Regions from separate parts of the Mus musculus genome. Here all the other regions are linked to region 1. A link is a contact called in public HiChIP or PLAC-seq and promoter capture Hi-C data. All regions are on one chromosome and are shown on one strand. The core of a region is the stretch at or near the end of the contact, and the rest is flanking DNA. Distances in the headings are between cores, read along the strand shown. Region 1 holds the start of Apmap (adipocyte plasma membrane associated protein). Region 2 holds the start of Nxt1 (NTF2-related export protein 1). Region 3 holds the start of Napb (N-ethylmaleimide sensitive fusion protein attachment protein beta). Region 4 has its middle 5.8 kb from the start of Cstdc2. Region 5 has its middle 27 kb from the start of Cst3.

What was found. Promoter capture Hi-C pulls out the DNA fragments that hold promoters and counts their contacts. HiChIP or PLAC-seq counts read pairs in DNA pulled down with a chosen protein or histone mark.
Region 2: a promoter capture Hi-C map of liver shows a contact between it and region 1, with 5 times the contacts expected there. The contact joins the promoter of Nxt1 here to the promoter of Apmap in region 1. A contact is called at or near these places in 4 of 39 promoter capture datasets (3T3-L1-derived adipocytes, cranial neural crest, liver and 1 more), 2 of 484 Hi-C or Micro-C datasets (CD4 T cells and cardiomyocytes) and 4 of 115 datasets of contacts at active chromatin or transcription factors (astrocytes, embryonic stem cells, stem cell-derived neural progenitor cells and 1 more).
Region 3: an H3K4me3 HiChIP or PLAC-seq map of embryonic forebrain shows a contact between it and region 1, with 7 times the contacts expected there. The contact joins the promoter of Napb here to the promoter of Apmap in region 1. A contact is called at or near these places in 5 of 39 promoter capture datasets (cranial neural crest, hippocampal neurons, liver and 1 more), 3 of 115 datasets of contacts at active chromatin or transcription factors (astrocytes, embryonic forebrain and large pre-B cells) and 2 of 9 other capture datasets (adipose tissue and liver).
Region 4: a contact with region 1 is called in a promoter capture Hi-C map of liver, with 4 times the contacts expected there. The contact joins the enhancer-like site here to the promoter of Apmap in region 1. A contact is called at or near these places in 2 of 39 promoter capture datasets (hippocampal neurons and liver) and 2 of 115 datasets of contacts at active chromatin or transcription factors (astrocytes and stem cell-derived neural progenitor cells).
Region 5: a contact with region 1 is called in a promoter capture Hi-C map of pre-B cells, with 6 times the contacts expected there. The contact joins the enhancer-like site here to the promoter of Apmap in region 1. A contact is called at or near these places in 8 of 39 promoter capture datasets (the 3T3-L1 cell line, cranial neural crest, embryonic stem cells and 4 more) and 3 of 115 datasets of contacts at active chromatin or transcription factors (bone marrow-derived dendritic cells, embryonic forebrain and extraembryonic endoderm stem cells).

What each region holds. Positions count from the first base shown.
Region 1 is chr2:150,607,256-150,609,966 of GRCm38.p6, reverse strand. It overlaps Apmap (adipocyte plasma membrane associated protein), which reads left to right and starts at 1,400. Exons shown (of 9, transcript NM_027977.3): 1 at 1,400-1,579. The coding sequence starts at 1,488.
Region 2 is chr2:148,671,227-148,673,937 of GRCm38.p6, reverse strand. It overlaps Nxt1 (NTF2-related export protein 1), which reads right to left and starts at 1,323. Exons shown (of 2, transcript NM_019761.6): 1 at 1,103-1,323.
Region 3 is chr2:148,731,074-148,733,784 of GRCm38.p6, reverse strand. Napb (N-ethylmaleimide sensitive fusion protein attachment protein beta) reads left to right here and starts at 1,365. Exons shown (of 11, transcript NM_019632.3): 1 at 1,365-1,519. The coding sequence starts at 1,422.
Region 4 is chr2:148,855,424-148,858,134 of GRCm38.p6, reverse strand. No RefSeq gene overlaps it. Among named protein-coding and RNA genes, the nearest start is that of Cstdc2, 5.8 kb to the right of the region's middle. Within about 2 kb of position 1,389, at least 136 of the 459 cell types and tissues checked have an H3K27ac peak or open chromatin away from gene starts, as enhancers often do. A contact at or near this core is called in astrocytes and liver, where this site is marked.
Region 5 is chr2:148,901,039-148,903,749 of GRCm38.p6, reverse strand. No RefSeq gene overlaps it. Among named protein-coding and RNA genes, the nearest start is that of Cst3, 27 kb to the right of the region's middle. Within about 2 kb of position 1,354, at least 44 of the 459 cell types and tissues checked have an H3K27ac peak or open chromatin away from gene starts, as enhancers often do.

The DNA of each region.
Region 1 (2,711 bases), core at 151-2,650:
CTGAGGAGCTCACAGGTCGTCTGGTGAATTCCTTTTATGTAGGAAGTTCAGTGTATTCAACTCTTTTTTATTCTTCGTGTGTGTGTTCCGGGTTGTTTTGGCCCATGTGTTTCACACTGGGCATAGGATACGCATAATCCATGTAACAGGCACTGGATGTAACTGGCTACTTGTGACAGCTCAGGAATGTTCACAGAGCCTCCCACAGACGGGGATACTCTGGAGAGTTAATGAGAGATTTTCAGCAATGACTCTTGAGATGGATTCTGGATGATAAAAGTGGTTTAGGTGGAGGTAGAAAAAAAAACGTATCACAAGGAAACAAGGAGTAACATGACAAAGTCAGAGACATGCAATCAGAAGGGGAAGCCATTCAGGTCTCCAGGTAGGCGCCAGACCCACACAGCAGTTGTTACAATTACCCACGATATTATCTTTATAATGTCTGTCTTCAATGATGGAATCAAGTACCATGTTGCCAAGCCTTGGATTATATATAACCTGAGATCCCTACAGAACTGTGTTAAGAAATCTCCACTTCCCTCAAGCGAGAGGAAAAAGAACATTGAGGTGGCATTCTATCGCCATCTAGTGCCGAAAAGATAATGGCATGTTTGCTTCTGTAAAATCCCAAGTGAGGTACAAAATCCAGCACCTATATCCTAGAGATCCTTCCCAATGCCCTACTTGGTTATTGCTGCCTGAAATTCTCCTGTCCGCCCTTTCTCTTCCAATCCTACCCCCACATTCCTTCACCGGCTAAATGCTTCCACTAGACCAAGTTTCTCTCTTTAAAATCACCACTGTATTAAAATTTACATGTATTGAAGTCATGGCTCTCATTAGTTCCAGAAAGGAGGGATTTGCCTGCAGTCTGCTCACTTCACCTCCTGGAGTATGTCCGACTCGCTGTAATACCGTGGAAGCACTACCTGGTGGTTGCTTCATGATTCCTAAAGTTTTGCTATTAGCAGTCTTTTCTACTTGGGCCTGTCTTTAGGTAACTCCCTTTAGAAAATTTATCAAATGTCTATTGTATAACCACTTGACGATCTAGCAGTCAAAATCTGATCTTAACCAAAAGGACACATTTTGAACTTTAGCGGAATCTTTTCAGAAAAGATAACAGTTCAGGCGGGGATTACTGCATTGAACACATTTCGTTAAGAATCAGTGGCATCTTCTCTTTGCAAGCTTGTTACTGCAGACTTCACCGCCCAGCACTCGGACTTGAGGAAGACCCGCTACAGCCTCACTATCCAGACTCGGCTCACTGAGGGAGGGACCCCCTCACCATTTGCCTGCAGCTGTAGGCTGGGGCCAGGGGGTGGAGCCTTACTGCTGTGCCAATCTCCAAAAGGGGGCGGGGCCTGCATTGCAGCTCCGGCGCTAAGTTTACGTCATTTCCTCGCGCCAGGGAGTAGTTCTGAAACCCGCGTTGCTGAGTGTCAAGGCGCTGTTGGAGGTGTCAGTGGAGAGGCGGCAGAATGAGCGAAGCGGACGGGCTGCGGCAGCGTCGGCCCCTGCGGCCGCAGGTCGTCACGGACGATGGCCAGGTCCCGGAGGTCAAGGAGGGCAGGTAGGCAGGACCTGGGCTGGGATCATCCCACGGGAGAGAACCCTCCTCATTATCCCGGCTTGGACCCAGGAGCCGGGTTCGGGCTGACAGGACAATCTGCGGGGCGAGGCCTTGCGTGGACCTGGTTGTCCTCCCTCACGCTGCTGTGGACCTTTTCTGTCCCTTCTTGCCACCCAGCCGCTGGAGCCAACGCCTTTTGCCTTTCTTTAGTTGCACGCATCTTCCCGACTTGTCCTTGTTGGAACCTCTGATACTCCTGGGACAGCCACCTGACCACTGCCGTCAGCCGATTCTTTCGCGTTCCTTGTTATTCACTTTCCTTAAAGAGAAGTCAGAAAAGATGCTGGGTTTCCTTTCTGCGAAGGTCCTCCTCCTGCATCTATTGACGCCGCGCAGTCTGTACTCCTCAGCGTGGAGTAGAGAACCGACTGACATTGTTGGCAGTGTTTCTGAGAATTCGGCCTTGCAGGTTTTTGTAATAGGGACAGTAGTTACTGACAGTAAATCCTTAAAAAGAAAAATTTTTTTTGGGCCCCAGTCTTTCTGACTTTCAAAATGCACTATTAGCCCACATATGAAGCATGCTCCTTAAACCGTACTAGAAGACATTTAAAATTGACTTTTCAACTTGGTGACCAGAATTTTGTACTTTGAATATCTAGATCAGCCTCAAAGTTGTGGAATTAACTTATATGATAGAAATATTAGAAATATTTCTTTGGTCACCAGCAATGTGATGAAGGGATGTGGTGCATACTAGATGAGAGACAGTTTTTGCTTCTGATGATCGGTTTGACTAATGGTAATAAGATAAACATACAAACATGTTTTGGCTTTGGAAAGAGGAGTTTGTAAAAGAACAGGAAGGTACTAACTAGTATGGATCTTGATTAGGGAGACCAGCCATCCTAGGTAGCCTTGAGATCTCATTAACTAGGACTCACCTTGCTAAATGTGGGTAGATTATGACAAATTGCTCACCCTGCTTGTTGTGGGTATTGCTAATTAATTGCTAATGGTTGGTGAGTCTTTTAATGGATAAGCAAGGAGTGGCCAAACCTAACTGCAGGAACTAGGAGAACTAGGAAAGGGTGGAGCTGTGGAGAGCCCTATCTGGGCACTTGGAGAAGAA
Region 2 (2,711 bases), core at 74-2,573, 1.9 Mb after region 1:
TTCTATGTAGACCACACTGGCTTTGAACTCATGACATCCGCCTCTGCCTTTTGTGCTGGGAATAAAGGTGTGCACGACCATGCCTGGGCCAACATTTTTTTTTTTTTGGTTTTTCGAGACAGGGTTTCTCTGTGTAGCCCTGGCTGTCCCGGAACTCACTTTGTAGACCAGGCTGGCCTCGAACTCAGAAATCCGCCTGCCTCTGCCTCCCAAGTGCTGGGATTCAAGGCGTGCGCCACCATGCCCGGTTTCATTTTTTTAAGCTTATCAGTTTATGAACGATGGATTCCACACAGAGCAAGGAGGAAGCTGGCCCTATAGATGAATTCGGAGCCAGCTTGATACTGCTCTTGCCACTCTCTCACCAAGGTCCTCCGACTCAACAATCAATCTGAAGTGCTGTTTGCTTAGTAGTTTAGGTACATTCCCTCAATCATCATTGCACAAGTCACTGTAACAACTTTACAAAAAGAGTTACAAACTTACTTGCTTCATTCTACGGAAGCAAGGGAGTCAGAGCTATGCTTACTAAGTTCCAGGATTTTTTTGAAAGCAGTTCTATATGAAAACAGCTCTAGGGATGCTGGCTTAACAATGTTCTCCAAGGTAACCATATTTCTCTGTCCAACCACCTCATCCCCACTTCTTTAGGCCACAATGCTTCGCCCTAACATTGGTCACGCCCCCAAAGATGATCACCCCTATTTCTGGTCCTCAGCTACCCACAGAACCCGGTCATCTTTCTCTCTTAAGGAGAGAGCAGTACGACCGAAACATAGTAGAGTGAGAGTCAGAAAGATGCTCCACTCCCATGGTTCATACTGTAGTTTCCTGGAGTTGGACCTCAGAAACGGCAGCCGTGCCCCGGGCCTCATTTCCAGCTGGGAGTCGCTTCTTACATCCCCCGGCCCCAAACTGCTGCTCTCCTCCGGGTATGGCAAACTCACCGCCACGGTTCTGCACATAAAAAAGCCTGATGCCAGGTTGCAGAGACACCACGTGGAGGAAAGGACAACATCCATGTCTTATTGAGCCTAAGAAAAGGGAAGAGGTCCCTGGTGCCGCGGCGTTGCCAGACGGCCAGGCAGGAGCGCTCACTTACCTGCTCGATCTCGGTCAGCGCCGCCAAGGCGACTCGGTCCCGGGTTCCGCCCCGGTCGCGGTCCCGGGCCAGAAGAGTTTCTCTCCTGTTCTCCTCTTCCTCCCAGAGGCTCCGCCTGAGAAGCCGACGTCCAGGAGGCGAGGAACGGTTAAGCGCCGGTAGTGGCTTCCCGCGCGCCGCAAGCTGCAATGTGCGCAGGCGCTAGCATCCCGGTTCCCGTCGACTCCCGCCTCCCCGCGACGGGCAGCTACGCGAGCCAGTAGAAAACTTGGCTCCGCCCAGGTGTGGCGGCAAAGACAGTGTAGGTTCCGGGTTAGGCACTATCCTAGAAGATCCGGTTGAGGGAGCTCTGATTGGATGTTGTGGAGAGGGTGGAGTCAACGCGCTTAGCTGTGGAAGGCTTGGTTAATAAGAGATATCTGTCTTTGCTAGATCTGGCTCCCTTCTTCTGTGTGTGTTGGGATGATATCTTGTGGAGACTCGTGAAGCTTCAACGTGGAGCTTCACTGGTTGATGCTAACTAGGGAGACAACAGCATGGCTTCAATAAGGCTCTGGACTGAACCCAGCACATAGACACCCGTAGTGTAGGAACCCGGTGGAAGGCTAAATCTGAGAGTCTGTGGAAGTCCTTGTGGTCAAATATGGTCAAATATCTTAGCTGAGCGCACCCTTCCTAAGGTGAAGCTACTTAGAGTTGACAAGCAGATGAACTTATAAGAGAACAAATTTTAGTCTAGTGAGAACTGAGGTCGAAGAGGCGGGCAAGGGGACAATGGTAGTTGACTTTCTATGCAGTGCAAATTGAGTTTCCTGCTGGCTCCAGCTGCGGCGCAGTACCACCTCATTTAAGACACTGAATTTGTTTTAATCTGGAGCTGTCTAGATACCTAGCATAGAAATGGAGCCATTTCGCGTGGGAAATTGGGAAACTGCTTCGTGTATCAAAACCCAAAGAGCTAACTTTGCTGAGACCTGATTCTTTGCTTCATCTGCCCGGCTAGGAGAGCTGTTTGTAAGTGGCTTTGTTCAATTAAGTACTTTAATCTGTATTTTGTTACCAACCTCTCGGCTCCTTTTGCTCATGTTACTAAGGGAACATTTGTTTTTAGATTTAAGAAACGAGAATGGCTGTTCAATATAGGTCACTTCCCACTGGAGTTAAGTGAGTGAAAAGTTTTCATTATTGAAAGAATTAAGTTGGAGTCTGAGTTTCAAGGATGAATAAGTGCCTTTGGAGCAGTAGTTACACAAAAATATGTAGTAAACCTGGGGATAAAGTAGTGGTAGGTCCCAGGACTTTTCCTGAGGGAGAACTTGACCTTTATTCTTTCAGTAGCCCTTGAATTTGGGAGATTAGAGATGCCTCTGATTCTAAAGGACTGGCCACTGACACAGTTGAGCGTATTCGTCAAGGTTCTCTAGAGGATAGAATCTCTCTCTCTCTCTCTCTCTCTCTCTCTCTCTCTCTCTCCCTCTCCCCTTCCTCTCCTCCACCCCTCCCCCCTCTCCCTCTTTCTCTCCCCTTCCCCTCCCCTCTCTCTCTCTTTCTCTCCCCTCCCCCTCCCCCTCCTCCACCATTCCACCACCCCCATATTAGTCAGGGTTCT
Region 3 (2,711 bases), core at 116-2,615, 1.9 Mb after region 1:
TTTCTTGACTATCCTGCAGAGTTGTTCCATTCAGCCAGGGTTGGGAATTGCTCTGATCAACACACTGCTGCTGCCCATGATGCTTAGGAGTTGACTCAATCCACCAAATTCCCCAACTGACTCCTTTTCAAATGCCAATGTTGGTTCACTTTTTGCAATTTTTCTCTCTTCAATCCAACATCCACTGCCACCTCCAATTTCCTACCTCCGTCTACCCTCCTGCTCCAAACTTGCAAATCAGTTCTCCAAAGTGAAAAAAAAAACAACAACAAAAAAACAAGCTCATAGTAGTTGTAAAAAAAACTATGCACCAAGAGCCGATATTCCCCTCTATCTTGAGAGCATCCTGCTATGGTTGGATCATGCCACACTGTGACATCAGTTTTGGTAGCTTGTTTCCAGGAGTTTAAACGCTCTTGCTATGTTCTCTGAAAACAGGCTTCATTTTCTTAGACAAATTCTGCTTGCCAGTTCCTACAGCGTATTCATGAAGAGTTTTAAATCATCAGAAACTCTCATTTGGCAGTAATTCTATTTGCTGCACCACCTAAGAAGTAGCACTGCCAAGCATAAATGGTCTAGACATTGTATTAAAAAACACCTCCCTCTGGGACAGGCCTAGAAGTCACTGGCACAGGATTGCATCTATCTATGGATATTTAGTAGATTAGAAGTCTTCCTGGCAGACAGGAATTTTGTCAAGATCCACCCACTATAGCCAGCATTATGTAAAGCATAAGAGAGTTCACTGGCTTATAGCCATTTAATAGAATTCAGTCAATAACAAGAGTAGATTGTGCCTACAGGAAAGATATGCAATCCATTTTTAAACAAGAGGACCAAATGGAAAGTTGTAGTTTGGGGACGCTTAAAATCAACTCTGAATTTATATTGGGGATGATGATGCATTTTTAATGTCTTGCTGTCAGAAATTAAAAATAGCTCTTTAGGCCAGCTGTTGCTGCTTTTCTGGCAGAGTTGGGAGGTGGGGCACCACATGGTTGACTAAATTGAGCTGAACTGCTGCATTAGATTAAATTTTGCAGTATTGCTTGTAGAGTGTCTCTCTGTCTCCCTCTCTCTGTCTGTCTCTGTCTCTATCTCTGTCTCTCTCTCTCTTTCTTTCTCTCTCTCAACCTTGAAGTCTACCTCCAAGGGTCCAAGGCCCAAGACCCCTCCAGAAGGCCACGCCCCTTCCCCCTCCTCCAGGGAGTCCGGGAGAACGCCCGGCCCTGCCCAGCAGCCTGCTGGGAACTGTAGTTGTGGTCTCTGACAAACTGGCATTAAGGTGGAATGTAGGACTACAGATCCCGAAAGGCCACGCGTGCCGCGCCTGCGTGTCCGCACCTGCTGGAGGGAGGGCTAAGTCGTCCCGGGAGCCTAGCTAGTCAGCAGAGGAGGCTTTGGCTGCAGCGGGTGACATGGACAACGCAGGGAAGGAGCGAGAAGCGGTCCAGCTTATGGCGGAGGCCGAGAAGCGAGTGAAGGCTTCCCACTCTTTCCTCCGAGGGTTGTTCGGGTGAGCGCCAGAGGTCTTGCCCTTAGGGGTCTTGGTGCCCGATCCCCTGCCCAGCCGGCTGCCACCGCAGAGTACCCCGCGCAACTGCTTAGGGTTACGGGATTCCCAGTGGCCCACGCTCTGTTTTGGGTCCCGTAGCATCCAGGGCCTCATCGCATCCCTTGGGCCGTGTCTGGGGTGTCTCTCCAGTCAGCACACACTGCAAGCCCCAGAACCTTTTGGGGATCCTCAGGCCTTGGACACCCCTCACCCACACCCGGAGAACCTCTAGCTCACAATCCCCAGGCACCCTTAAACAACCCAGAACACCTACGCGTCCTCGGAGATCTCTGTGGTCCCCCAAGTCCCATGCGTCGCCAACGGTCCGGTGCTAGCTCCAGGGTCCGCGCCAAGCTGCCTCTTCAAGGATGCCACCCCTCCTGGTGGACCAGATTTATTCATTTCCCCTGGTTGGGCCCGTAAATCCCCCGGGGGAGCCAGGACTGTGAGGTTCTGGAATTCAACCTGGAGTTTGGCAGCAGCTGGTGGCTCGTGGGGAGCGCGAAGTCTGCGCCCCTGTATCCCGGGCACTTGCCCGCTGGCCTTGGCTCAAGGGCCTTGAAATCATATCCTCCTTGGTGTGTTTTTCATTTGCCAGAGTGACTTGTATCCGTAGTTCAGGCTTCCCGTTTGATGAACTGTATGTAACATTGCTCCTTTTTAAAGTCAGAGTATCCTTTGGGAATCCCGTGATTTTGTTAATTCTTACATATCTTGGTAGGGAAGGGTTTGGTTTACATTCTGAGCTTTCAAAAAGCAAAACCTGCCCTGAGAGCTTGTGGAAGAATTCTGGGCTGTTGATTATGCGAATGATTCAGCTGTTTATGACAGCGGTAGAAATTACGTGTGCCTCTTCTTTTTTTTCTCCCATTTGAAAGTGAAAGATCTGTACCAAGAACAGATTTTAATTATCGAGAGGGACTAGAGGTACATACTAAACTGCTGCATTGTGAGACGCAGTTTCTGTAAAAATTCAGTATAGACACTTAAGTGCTGAAAATGTACCCAGTGAACTTTGACTTTTATTTTTACTTCATTCATCTGACTACTAATTACATTAATTATTATATAATAGTTTAATTGAGCCCCATTATGTTTGCATCTCCAGGAAATGCTTAGAGTCACATTGATACAGTTTATGGTACCATGGTCT
Region 4 (2,711 bases), core at 140-2,639, 1.8 Mb after region 1:
CTGGAGTTATAGACAGTTGTGAACTGTGATGTGGGTGCTGAGAATTGAACCCAGCCTCTGGAAGACCACATAGTGGTCTCTTAACCACTGAGCAATCTCTCCAGCCCTGGAAAGGATTTTTAATGAGACATTTTTTTAAAGCTATAAACAAATTTTTGACACTTTGAAATGAATTTGATCTGTGAGTCGCATAGAAAGAAATGTCACTAGCAGAGTGGTCCCTAATAAAGCTAAAAAGGGGGACCATCGACATCCTCAAAGCTCTCCTACTGCCTTCACTGAAGAAACAGATGCAGGCACATGGAAAGTGGGCCAGGGTGCTCTGCATTCAATTCTAAGAGAAAAGAGTAGAATCCAGGCAGTGGGAAATGATATAAATAGCTAATCTGCTAGGGTGAAGCACTAAGCACCAGGGCAAAGCAAGGATAATGAAGGAGTTCTGTCTATAAATGCCAGCATGGTGACTCATTATCGTGAGTTGAGTAAAGCATCCAAGCTGTAAGAAATGCCGTATGACTAATTGTGCAAATGTTAATGGCATAAAACTTAATTATAAACAGCTTAAGTATTACTTAATTCCAATGCTTAGGACCAAGTCTTTTTATGGATTTGAGATCGTTATGGATTTATAAACAAAAAGAAAACTTAGATATGGAAAGTGTAAGTGAGAATACTGCAAAGAAGCCACCAAAATGGCTACTCCATGATCCAAAGGGAAGGTTTTTGTTGTAAATAAGGAAGAGAGAACATCCCGAGGCAGGGAGAAGAGTCCACAGCCAAGAGAAAAAAATACAGACTGGGCATGACTAGAGCTATCTGTGAGAGAAGGGAGAACAGTGGCAGAGAATTACAAGAGAGAGAGAGAATAGAGAGGTACAGGGGAAAATACTTTGTCCTAATAAGGGAGCAGGAAGTGAGATATAAACTGGAACAGCCTAGGAGCTAGCCTAGAGCAGGGGAGTGTAGAAGGGGAACTAGGAAGCTCTTGTGGGCTAATAAGTGTATGTAAATAGGGACCAAAGGAGTTTAGAGGGTAACTGGCTTTGGTATATATGCAATAGGAAGCCAGATGCTTCATCCACCAGAGCAGGGGGAGATAAGGAAGTGGGATTTCCTGGCAAACACAAAGCTTTCACAGGTTCCTGAGGAACACTGAAAGTATCGTCCGGCAGTCCTCTTGTTTGTCCTGCCAACATTCAGCCCGAGCTGAGCTCAAGCTGTCAACTTAGACATCGTCAGTGGGCCTGTCCTTTTGGAGTGCTTAGGGGTTTCCTTCAACCTAACAGAAACTAAGTTTAAAAATGAAACTCACTTGTATCTCGTACATCCCTACTATTCATACTGCAAGGGTAACTTAATAGCAAATACTAGTGACCTTGCATTTTGGCTATAGCTATCACATGAGTCAGAGCTGGAATTTTCCACTGTAGCATCGGAACACTAAAAGTCTCAGGTTTTGAGGAGTTTCAGATAATGGTCGCTACCTATCTAAAGCTTTCACTGATGGTCTCCAGGCAAGGCTTGAGGAAGCTTATGGATGCAGAGCAAAGCCTAAGGGAGATGGGTCTTGTTGGTGCCTGCATAGAAACATCATCAGCACAGGGGTCTCTCATAAAGCTAAACAGGAAATGGTTTCACCCCAAGAATGTGACACAATTCCCTGGCTGGCTGAAGCCTATGTAATTTGGGTTTTCTATTATAATGAAATCTATATTTTATCTAGGAAATGTGGCACCATAACTCTTTGGAACTGTTTGTTTAAAATAAAGGTTGGACACTGTTGTTATTTAGCATTCAAATGCTCATAAAAGAAAATCATATTCAGAAGGAAAAGAGAAACTGGTCTGGTAGAGCTTCCTAGTCCACACAGTAAACACTAGCCTGTGTACAGAGAGGACCAGGACTTTTGGCTTCTGTCGGCTGACTTATGGAAGGGAGGAAAAGACTTTTTAATCCTTTTGTACATTACTAGATATTGAATTCAAGGCCTTGCTCTGATTCCAACAGCAACCAACCAACCACTGAACTACTCCCCCAATCCTTAGTTCTTTGAGACAGAGTCTTCCTATGCAGCTCAGGGTTGCTTTGAACTCCCAACCTTTCTGCCTCATCCTCCTGAGTGCTGAGATTAAAATGTGCACCACCACTTGGAAAATGCCATTTTTGGAGAAATCTATAAGCAGCAACAAACACATTCAAAAGAGGAACATATTTATATTAGAAACAGTTTTTCCTCTCTCCTCCTTCTAACCTTCCTCAAATCCACTTTGTCCACACAGAGCCAAAGTTAAATAGAAACCTTGGCTTCTGCATAAACAAATATAACAGAACACCAGTTCTGAGCCCTTGGACAGAAAAGAAAGAACAGTATCTCCAAAATGCACCAGTCTTCCACTCAGAACACAGCTAAGGCAGAGGATGCCCCATTTACAAACCAGAAGTGAGGGCAACGTTAGGGGGTAGAAATAGAACCTCCAGGGATTTTGACTTGTATATATGGCAAGTGGTCCCCAGTTGGGGGTTCACATACCTTTGTGTTTATAGTTTAACTCCCTCTTAACACCAGTACACACAGCCATTGCCCTCTTTTTAGTTCACATTTGCTGAAAGTCTCTGTGGGATTCATTTTTTTAATAATCAAAACACAAAGCCACCTGAACACTGAATCAAGGAAGCCACAGATGGAAGAGCTGGGCCAAGGATGTGGGTGC
Region 5 (2,711 bases), core at 105-2,604, 1.7 Mb after region 1:
TGGAGTTTTCTATCTGTTGATTATCTCAAAGGACCAACTCTTAGTTTTATTAATTCTTTGTACTGCTCTCTTAGTGTCTAATTTATTGAATTCAGTCCAGAGTTTGTTTATTTCCCTGCAATCTACTTCTCTTGGATGTGTTTGTTTCTTGCTGTTCTACACCTTTCAGGTGTGCTATTAAGTTGCTATCTTGAGACCTCTTCAATTTATTTAGGAAGGTGGTTGATGCTCATAATGTGCTTCTTAATACAGCTTTCATTATGTCCCATAAGTGTGAGTATGTTTTCCCTTCATTTTCATAAAGTCCTACAAAGAACACAATTTTTATAGACCTTAAAAGAACAATTCTCAAATTCATATGGAAAACTAATGAACCCAGGGATAGCCAAAGAATCCCGAACAATAAAAGAACTTCAGGAGGAATCACCACCCATGACATCAAGATGTGCTACAGAGAAATAGTGATAAAAAAATACATGGTATTGGTACAGACACAGACACATTGATCAATGGAATCAAATCAAAGACTCAGACATAAAATAGACATTTGATTTTTGATAAAGAAGCCAAAACCATACAAAGGAGAAAACAAAACATCTTCAACAAATGGTGCTAGTCTAACAGGATGTCTGCATGTAGAAGAATGAAAATAGATTTTAACTTTAGCCACTGAATCAAAATGGCAGTTTTAACACATTTTTATTAGAGTCATTATAGCCTGGCTGGATGCTGTCATGAGATAATACTATATCAGGTTCACGTGGAAAGAATTCAACCACTCTGGGAAAGTCTCTGGCGCACTCACAAGGGCATGTTCATCGTATAAGTACATATTCGCTGAGATGTGTATTGAACGTCCATCATCTTTCAGGGTCTGCGCTAGAAATAGACTCATTATAGGAATGAGATGAGCAAATCGTGGTCTTCACGGGGCTTAGAACCAAATACTATCCAACAGAGAAAAGAACTATCAGGAAATGTAATTTGGGACGATGACATTTAATCTAATCTGAAGGAAGATAAAGAACTAGATATGAAAACGCAAAGAGAGAAGTGGATTTGGGGAAAGAACCACACATGCAGAACCTTAAGGGGGGGAAACCCTACCCATCCTGAGCTGAGTCTTAGTGCTGGGCCGCATCCTGCACCTGGTGATAATGACCACAAGAGGGCAGACTTGGACCACTGGTGATTTTTCTGCTCCTGGCACTCCCAGTCAGCCCCAATTCGCACTGGGGGTGGCTTCTGGGGTAGACTCGGTGTCCTCAGTGAGAGACAGAACACCTAACATAAATGAGCGCTGTCCTGCGCCTTGGGGAACCCCACACCACACACTATCCTGGCTGCTGTGGACTACCTAGTGACACTGGGCATTGACCAAAGGTGACAGCAGATGGCAGCAGCTTCCTTTTCTACAGCACCAGTCTCTATTTTCCCAATTTTAGCTGAAAGTCTTAAAACTATATTACCCAGAATGAAGATAGGGGTGAAAAAATGGGCCTCAGTGAGAAGAACTCACAACAGGTGATATGTGATATGTGAAACCCTAAGCTTGGATGATTTCTGACCTCTCCTCCTCGCTCCGTCTTTATCTCACATCTCTGCTTTCTCAACTCTTGTCTTTATGTCTTCTTAGGACCACTGGCGTGAGTATAATCAATTTTCTTCCTTCCAGTATATGATCAATCTGGGATGGAGTCAGGTTATATAGTTAGGGCCAAAACTAAGGTTCATCATACACACATTCTCATTCAGCTCAAGTTCATGTTTTGTTTTAGTTTGGCTTTTTTCTGGACTGGGATCCTATCTCCCTTAATTCTGCCTGTCCATGATGTTTTCTGTCTGAAAATACCCTGTCTACAATTCCTTTTCTCCTGGCCCATGCAGCCAGGGGAAAGCTTCCTTTTCTCCATGTGCTAGAGCATTTGTATGCTCCCTCCTGGCATTCTGGGTCCCCACTTTGGATCTTCCTTATTCTTGGGCTGCACTTTACAAAGCTCATCAAAATAACAGTAAACAAAAACCTAGCTATCCGTGGTGGTTATGTTAGCAATGACTTTCACACTCAAGAGCTGATTTATCACAATGCTGGAGCCTTACATGCAATCACAGGGAGCCTTACATGCAAATTAAACCTTGCTTCTGATCCAGTCACAGCAGGCCCTCTATTAGACGGCCAGGGAAAGTGCTTCCCTCTGGTATAGGCAAGAATAGCTGTGGTGTCTCCCAGTGTTCACTAGTTTGTGACAGTAAAACCTCAGATACAAAACTATTTCAGATACTCTGGCTGAGGCTGCACCTTCAGCATTCAAAGAGATCAGCTGTGGTGGCTGTATACTTACTTAGCTCAGTGAAGCTTCAATGCATTCAAAGTGGTCTGCAGACAGTGTCAGACAGACATCTGGCTCTGAAATGGAAGTGCTTCCAATCAAGGATTGGCAGTAAGAAGCCAATAACTACTAATAAAGGTGTCGAGTTGCTCCATTCCCCACTGTCTTTACTTATGTACAAAAGAAAAGTCCTGCTAACAAGAACTTGACAAACTTAGGATTTAAGACAATTTGTGCAGTACTAGCAGAATGAGTAACACCTACTCAGTACCCCTGAAAAAAAGTGGGTCTCCCTTCATCTACCTCAATACTACCAAAGTAATTCGCATATTCAATGGAATCCTTCAATATAATGACACTCTGGAAAGCAATTCCTAAACT